Linked DNA regions of Mus musculus: region 1 is linked to region 2. Evidence: chromatin contacts called from public promoter capture Hi-C data. All regions are on one chromosome and are shown on one strand. Each heading gives the region's core, a stretch centred on a gene start, on an enhancer-like site or on the middle of the called end of the contact. The rest is flanking DNA. Distances are from core to core; before and after follow the strand shown.

The links. Promoter capture Hi-C pulls out the DNA fragments that hold promoters and counts their contacts.
Region 1: a contact with region 2 is called in a promoter capture Hi-C map of hippocampal neurons, with 4 times the contacts expected there. The contact joins two enhancer-like sites. A contact is called at or near these places in 4 of 39 promoter capture datasets (cranial neural crest, frontonasal cranial neural crest, hippocampal neurons and 1 more), 1 of 15 datasets of contacts at CTCF or cohesin (the NIH/3T3 cell line), 1 of 484 Hi-C or Micro-C datasets (cerebral cortex) and 2 of 115 datasets of contacts at active chromatin or transcription factors (both in embryonic stem cells).

Annotation. Positions count from the first base shown.
Region 1 is chr7:82,946,107-82,949,527 of GRCm38.p6, reverse strand. The region is part of intron 1 of 4933430H16Rik (RIKEN cDNA 4933430H16 gene); the gene reads left to right. Gm45992 (a long non-coding RNA gene) reads right to left here. Exons shown (of 3, transcript XR_001778203.1): 2 at 3,276-3,358. Among named protein-coding and RNA genes, the nearest start is that of Gm45992, 2.4 kb to the right of the region's middle. Within about 2 kb of position 1,322, at least 4 of the 459 cell types and tissues checked have an H3K27ac peak or open chromatin away from gene starts, as enhancers often do.
Region 2 is chr7:83,539,599-83,542,884 of GRCm38.p6, reverse strand. Gm10610 (a long non-coding RNA gene) reads left to right here. Exons shown (of 2, transcript XR_140845.5): 2 at 1-3,286. Among named protein-coding and RNA genes, the nearest start is that of Gm10610, 9.4 kb to the left of the region's middle. Within about 2 kb of position 1,679, at least 8 of the 459 cell types and tissues checked have an H3K27ac peak or open chromatin away from gene starts, as enhancers often do.

The sequences.
Region 1 (3,421 bases), core at 73-2,572, 590 kb after region 2:
ATGAAACTTATTGAGGACAATTATGCTGGGCTTAACATTTAATGAAGTGAGGGGTATTACTCCAAAGAGTGGGTTTGCTCATGAGTTCTTTGCTAAGGAGGCCCAGGAGCATCGTCAGAACAATGCCTTTCTGGCCTAGTTGGGCTCATCTGACAGGCACAGCAGGCTCTGGACAGCACAGGCAAAGCAGTAGCTTAGGTCCTTCTCCAGGATGCAGTTATTCTTTCCCACATGTCTATCCTGTGTACCTCCTCATCTCTGGACCGCAGATTGCTTTTATTACAAGTGAGCTGAACCACATTATTTGAGGATAATTATATGTGATTTCCTATTTCTCCTATAATAGTTCATCACAGCCCTCAATGGCTTAAACAACCCAGATCTCTGGATCTGAAGTCTGGAATGGGTCTCACTGGGCCAAGATCGTCCTGTTAGCAAAGATGAGATTGTTCAGGAGCCCACAGATCAGGGAAGGGAGAGCCATTTCGTTGTCTCTTTCTAGGTTTCAGAACATTCCTTGACTCTTCCCCCAATCTGCCATCTTCACCTGCCATCTCCCTGATCTCTCTTCTGATTTCTTTGCCCAGTTCGACATGCCTGTGTGATATTATGGACTCTGAGAACTCAACCGTCTTCCTATCTGAACATCAGCTGATAGCAGCCTTCCTTTCATCTGTAACCTTAGCTTGTTGCCCTTTGCTGTTCAACCTGAAAAACTCACAGATTCTGAGGATTGGAACATGGGCACCTTTGGGGACCGCTGTTCTACTGTTTCCACATCAATCACAAAAATATGTTTCTATCATAATTGACTCCATTCATCTACTCTTGACTTCTCCGGAGTCTGGAGAATGGAGTTCATGTAACTAAGAAGGAATACTTCAGCTTTCTGAACATTTGATGCTCAAAATCAGTGCATCCAGATCTGACCTCTTCTATCCCACAGGCTGCTTAGGCTCCTGTTTGCCTTGCTGATATTCAGGACACAAGCTACTGACTCAGACTTTAAGGACCATGATTTGAGCACCTTCTTAACTTCTCCTACAGTTACTGAGTTGTCACAGTGGATAGTCCCCTCTGTCAATTTCACCACAGGCCAGTGGGTTCTCTCTTATGTCCTACATGGTAGTGCTCACTGTCAGTGACTTACAACTTTATAGGAGTGATGATTAGTCATGGTTGTTCACTGGATCTAGAATCACCTAAAAGACAATTCTCAGAGTAACTGAGAATTTCTGGAAATGTTGAGCTGTGGAGGGAAGATCCATCCTGAATGTGGGTAATACCCCATCCCATAGGCTGAGGTTCCAGACTGAAATGCGAAAGTCAGTGACTCACCAGCTTCTACCTCCCTGACTCTGAACACGGTAGAGCCAGTGCCTCCCCTACCGGACCAGGATGGACTGTGTTCCCTCTGATTGAGAGACAGAATGAACTCGCCTTCCTTGAGTTGTTTTTATCAGACATTTTCTCACAGTAATGAAAAACTAGCTAATAGGAGACATCACTTTCCTGGACAAAGGCCTTTAATACTTACCAGATGTTTCTAAAGCTACACCCACACTCCTTAATACTTCTCAAAACCTTTCTCCACATCACACCCTTTCCTGTTCTGCTGCCATTCTCACATTTGATCTTAGCCCAAAAACAGGGAAGTGACTCTACCACCCTTCACTCCATCAATTCATTCTAAACTATAGGCAAATTATCAACAACGCACTCTCTCCTCTTCCCTCCACTGCCGCCAAGTTCATTATTTTTGTCTGATGCAATAACAAACATTTCCAGTGTCCTCCAAGTCAGCATGGCTCCTATCTAGCCTTGCTTGAGTCTGCCAGAACTTGAATGAACCAATAGAATGCTCATTCTATATTTATAAAATATAAAGGTGACTATGATATATAATTTGCCCAATGCTTTGTTTGGTCATGTGTGTGTAAGGTTGACTGTGGTTATATATTCATAAGTAATAGGTGGGTCACTCATGCTTGGGTAATTATCCCCATTTCTTGCTTCCAAGCTCCTCCAACTATCAGGTGCCAGCTCTAAGGCTGAATGTTTTTGAAAGCCATAGCTGTGCCTTATCTCTGAGCTGACTCTCCTTTCATGCCTTTCCACTGCCCTCATCAAAGGCGATCTGATGGTGCATTGCAAACACTGAAGTCCTGGTACCACCATCCAGAGGGCCAGGCATCTGAGCTGTTTGTATGATTGGGGCGCTTCATTTCTAGATTATCATGAGGAAACTAACCCCATAGCAAGGTCTCAAACTCCAGTGCTAGTACTTAACATTAGTGAGGCGCGCGCGCGCTCACACACACACACACACACACACACACACACACACGATGTGCTTATAATCTCTACAGGCCCATCCCACTTTCTTGAAGGTTCCACTGATGATCATAGTGGACCCCACTCAGTTCTCTTTTGCTTAAAGATCAATAGCATCGCGTCTTATATGGTCTCCTCGGCATCCTTGGTGAAAACATAGCAGTACTTTTCTCAGCACCCTTCCCAAATGAGCAAGTGAAATGAGTTCTACTCCTGTTGAGAACCAAGGAGAGCATGGTGGAAGAGGGAAATTGAATTTGAAGACCAACTTTTAAGAGCAAAATTCATAAGTTTTTAAAAAGTAGCTTTTCAGATCTGCTAGTGTGCATTTCTCATATTATTTCTTTAGTGCTATGTTTCAGGTTCTCCTGATATTCTCCCTTCATCACTAAGGACCCACATGCTCATGGCTTCAAAGATCTAGATACTTCTACTAAAGGCTAAGAATGGTGTGTCTAAACCACAATCAAAGATACATGTGTGCTATCCTGTCCTTCACTTCTATAAAGGAATTCAGTATACTTCAATCCATGTCTGCCGGCTCAGTTCAGCTACCACTAGTTTTCTTACATAGGTTATTTTGAGAAAAAAAAATGAGAGTCTGAGATTCTTTGCCATTTGTTTGTAAAATTGTTAGTGTTGTCAGAGAAATCTCAAATTTCTTTATTTGTGCTTTTTAAATTGTTTCTCTTTTTTCACACAAGTGATCATATTTTCTCTTGAGATCAAGGAATTCCTGAACTCATGAAGAATTCCTGAATTCCTGAAGAAGCATATGCCACGTGACCTTTAAAAAGCCCTCTTTGTATGTAGACATTTGATTGCCATACTGTGTGTCTATCTTTAGGGGAATGAACACTATAAAGAGAATCAGACTGGGATCACCCAGGACATTTTTGCTTTCACTGGACAAGAAAACAAACAAACAAACAAAAGCTCACATATTCCAGAACTCTAGATGAATCTCCTCCCAACATTCCAGGGCTCTCCAGAGAAGTGTCCCTCCAACTTTAAATTTTCCTTCCTAGAGACAGAGATGAGTTTCAGAAGACTTAAGAGACCAATGAAACTTACAAGGCTAGTCAGA
Region 2 (3,286 bases), core at 430-2,929:
CTGCCTTCTCTAACTCAAGCCATGTCCTCCCTGTCCTGAAGGAATGATCTCCATCAACTGTAGGCCAGAATAAACCTTTTCTTCCTTAAGTCGTGCTAGTCAGGTATTTTTGTCACAACAATAAGAAAAACATCCGAGGTAAGTCCCAATTCCCCAACACCCAAGAATGTGACCGTGTATGGGGACAAGGCCTTTAAAATGTTATAAAGATGAGTTTTATTATTAAGTACCTCAATCCAATGACTCTCCATTATAAAAACAGCAGATACACACAACAGAATGGCTGTGGAGTGATCGTGGTGGGAGGGGTAGCCATCACAAATGCTTTACAGATTTTTTTTTTTTTTCCCTGAATTGAGGCTCATAAGGCTCTGAAAGCAAGCGGAGCCTACAAGACTCTGGAAGTCAACTGAACTTCAGAAGCTCGGAAGTTTAGAGAATTCCCAGGGCTCCATGTCATAAATATAGTAAACAACGGCTGGGGATTGCTAGGGAGACGAGACTCTTCAGTGGCTTTGACCTCCAGTTCAGTTCACTTCAGGGATATGGTTTTGTAAGCTGTCACTCAAGTTTGGATGGCTTTCCAGTGTGAAGCTGCTTTTGAGAGGTCTATGCTCCTGTAGTTAAACTGCAGTGAACTCACTGTCACCAAGCTAATAGGTGGGGTTCTTTCTTTGATCTGTTATTGATGGGCTATCTAAGGGGAATAGAGATTTGTTCATGTCTCCCCAGGAAAAGTCACAAAACAACTCTAGTGTATTAATTACTTTTATAGCACTGTGACTATTGTTATGTGACAGAGGGTCTCAGTCGATAGTGTTGGGGAGAAGACAGTGGAGTAGCTGAGATCATGTTGGCAGAGTATGTGGTAGAGGCTTTTCACATAACAGTGGGCCAGGAAGCATGACAGGAAGTTGGCACGGATAGCACACCCACAATAACCTACCCCCTGTGACGACTCCTTCCATGCAGGCCCATCTTCCCAAGGCTCTGGGAATCACCTGAAATCACCCCATCAGGGGAAAGAGGAGGCTGGGACAGACATTTCAGATTCAAACCATAACACTAAGAAACAAAGCTTCAAACAAAACTAATCCTCCTGGCACAATAACTGTAGACTTGAAGCCTGCCAAGAATAAATCTATGTTGGGTAATACACTCAATCTTTGGTATTTTATGATGGCACCCAGAACAAGCCAAAGCACTTTGTGTTCAAGCAGATTCATTGTTATTAGGCAGTCGATTGCATCCTGTGCCCTCCCCAAATCTGTGTGTTAGAGTCTTGCGAGCATCTTGTTTAGAGGACCTTAACAGAGTCAGTTCAGGTTAAGTGATGTTCTAAGAGAGATGCCCTAACAGAACAGGGACATGAGGCTACTTCTTTTTGCCTCTGCCTTCTCTTTCTCCTTTCTCTTCTGTCTTCTCTTCCCCCTTCCTTCTCCCGGAATTGCTCTCTCTCTCTCTCTCTCCCCCCCCTCCTCTTTCTCCTGTCCTTCCTCCTTCCCCTCCTCCAGAGCTTTGTCTCTCTTCCTACCTAGCCTCCTCGAGACCAAGTGAGGACACGGTGTTAAAAGTGCATATAAGACAGGAGGAGAAATCGACTGAGAACCCTGCCCTGCAGGCTGCTGATGCTTTATTGTGAACTCAAGCATCCAAAACTGAGAAAGCATTTTGTGCTGCTTCAGCCCCTAGACTGTAGTAGGGCTGTACACCAGCGCTGTCAGGGCAACGTGCTTCCCATGTACATACTTATTCTTTGTTTCCAGGTGGTTTCCATATGCATCTCACAGAAAATTAAACATTTCAAAGTCCACATTCTAATGAAGAAAGAGAGGCCATCAATGAGAGCTTGGTACAGGTCCTGTTTGCTTTGGATTGCCTTGTGTTAACTTTCTTTGGATGTGATTTCAAAAGCAGTCATCTTATACCCTCTGCTGAGGCAGTGTCTGGGAAAGACAAGGAGAGGGCTGAGCTCTGATAATTCTTCTGTCCAGCATTTGGATTTAAACTGTAACTGGAGACTCTGAAATCACTAAGGCCCTTGACCTCCCCTTACTCTCCCCACCCCTAGCATGATCTCACAGGGGCAGCCTCTTGCTCTTCCTTTCATGTTCCAGAATGTGGCAAAGACCATGAAAATAAAATGTTGACTCCTGATGCAAGAGGCTCTGAGTTCAGACAGTCTATCCTGGTCCTAGGGAATGGAGCCAGAGTAGTATTTCTTGCGTCTTCACCAAGACCTCTCTTTCTCTGCCACTAACTTTGCATAAAGCATCTAACACACTAAACACATGGTTGCCTCAGAACACAGGTCAGGAGAACCTGAGCTTCTGTCTCTTTGGTGATATTGTGATTAACAAAACTGAAAAAAAGGAAGGCCTCCTCAGCTACTTGCTTAGCCTCAAAAGGGGAGGTTTGATTAGTAAGGAGAGGGTAATTCCACCTTCTTGATAGAAAGCAAAAATGCAAAAACTTGAGTCCACTCTTTCAAAAAGGCTCAAAGCTGGTATAATTCTTGGACACTCAGTAAAATATATGACCTATTTTGGCAGATAAAATAGAAGCACCAAGTCAACACATTTAAAACCATAAAATAGCTTTGTTTTCATTTTTTTCACCCAGGCTATTCTAAAACATTATGCAGCTCAAGCTGGCCCCAAACTCATGGCAACACATAGGACCCCCATGGTAAGATTGTAGAAGGGAGAAAAAGAGGCCTGGACACCTGGAGGGAGAGACTGGGACATGAATGTCTCTGTGAGGTACAGAGCCTGACTATGTACAGCCTGGCTTAGCCTCTCAGATGCTAGGATTAGAGGCAGGAGCCATCACATCCAGCATTAATAAGTCAATGCAATTAGGTATAGCATTTTTCCCCCCATCAGAGCTAGGGTTGAACCTGAGGTCTTACAATTGTTAGACAACCTCTCTAAGCCTCTGAGTCCCATCCCACACAAGTTCCTTTATATTCATTCACAAATGACAGTCGCCCATTTTTCTACGGAGCTCCTGGAGGCATGGAAGAGTGCACACATTTATACAACAAACAGAACATTTGTAAAATTTCACTGTATGGAAGTCTATAGACGGATGCAATAGCAACAATATGTTTCTATGATCTATATTTTAAACCAGTTTTTAAATCCAAGCAATGGATAGCTATGACACATTGAATTTTGATAATAACTTAAATTTACAACTGTAACATGAAACCATCTTATGTCACAACACCATGCAATATTGCCATGCCTGTCACTCTAATACATCTTCACAGGCATTTTGATGA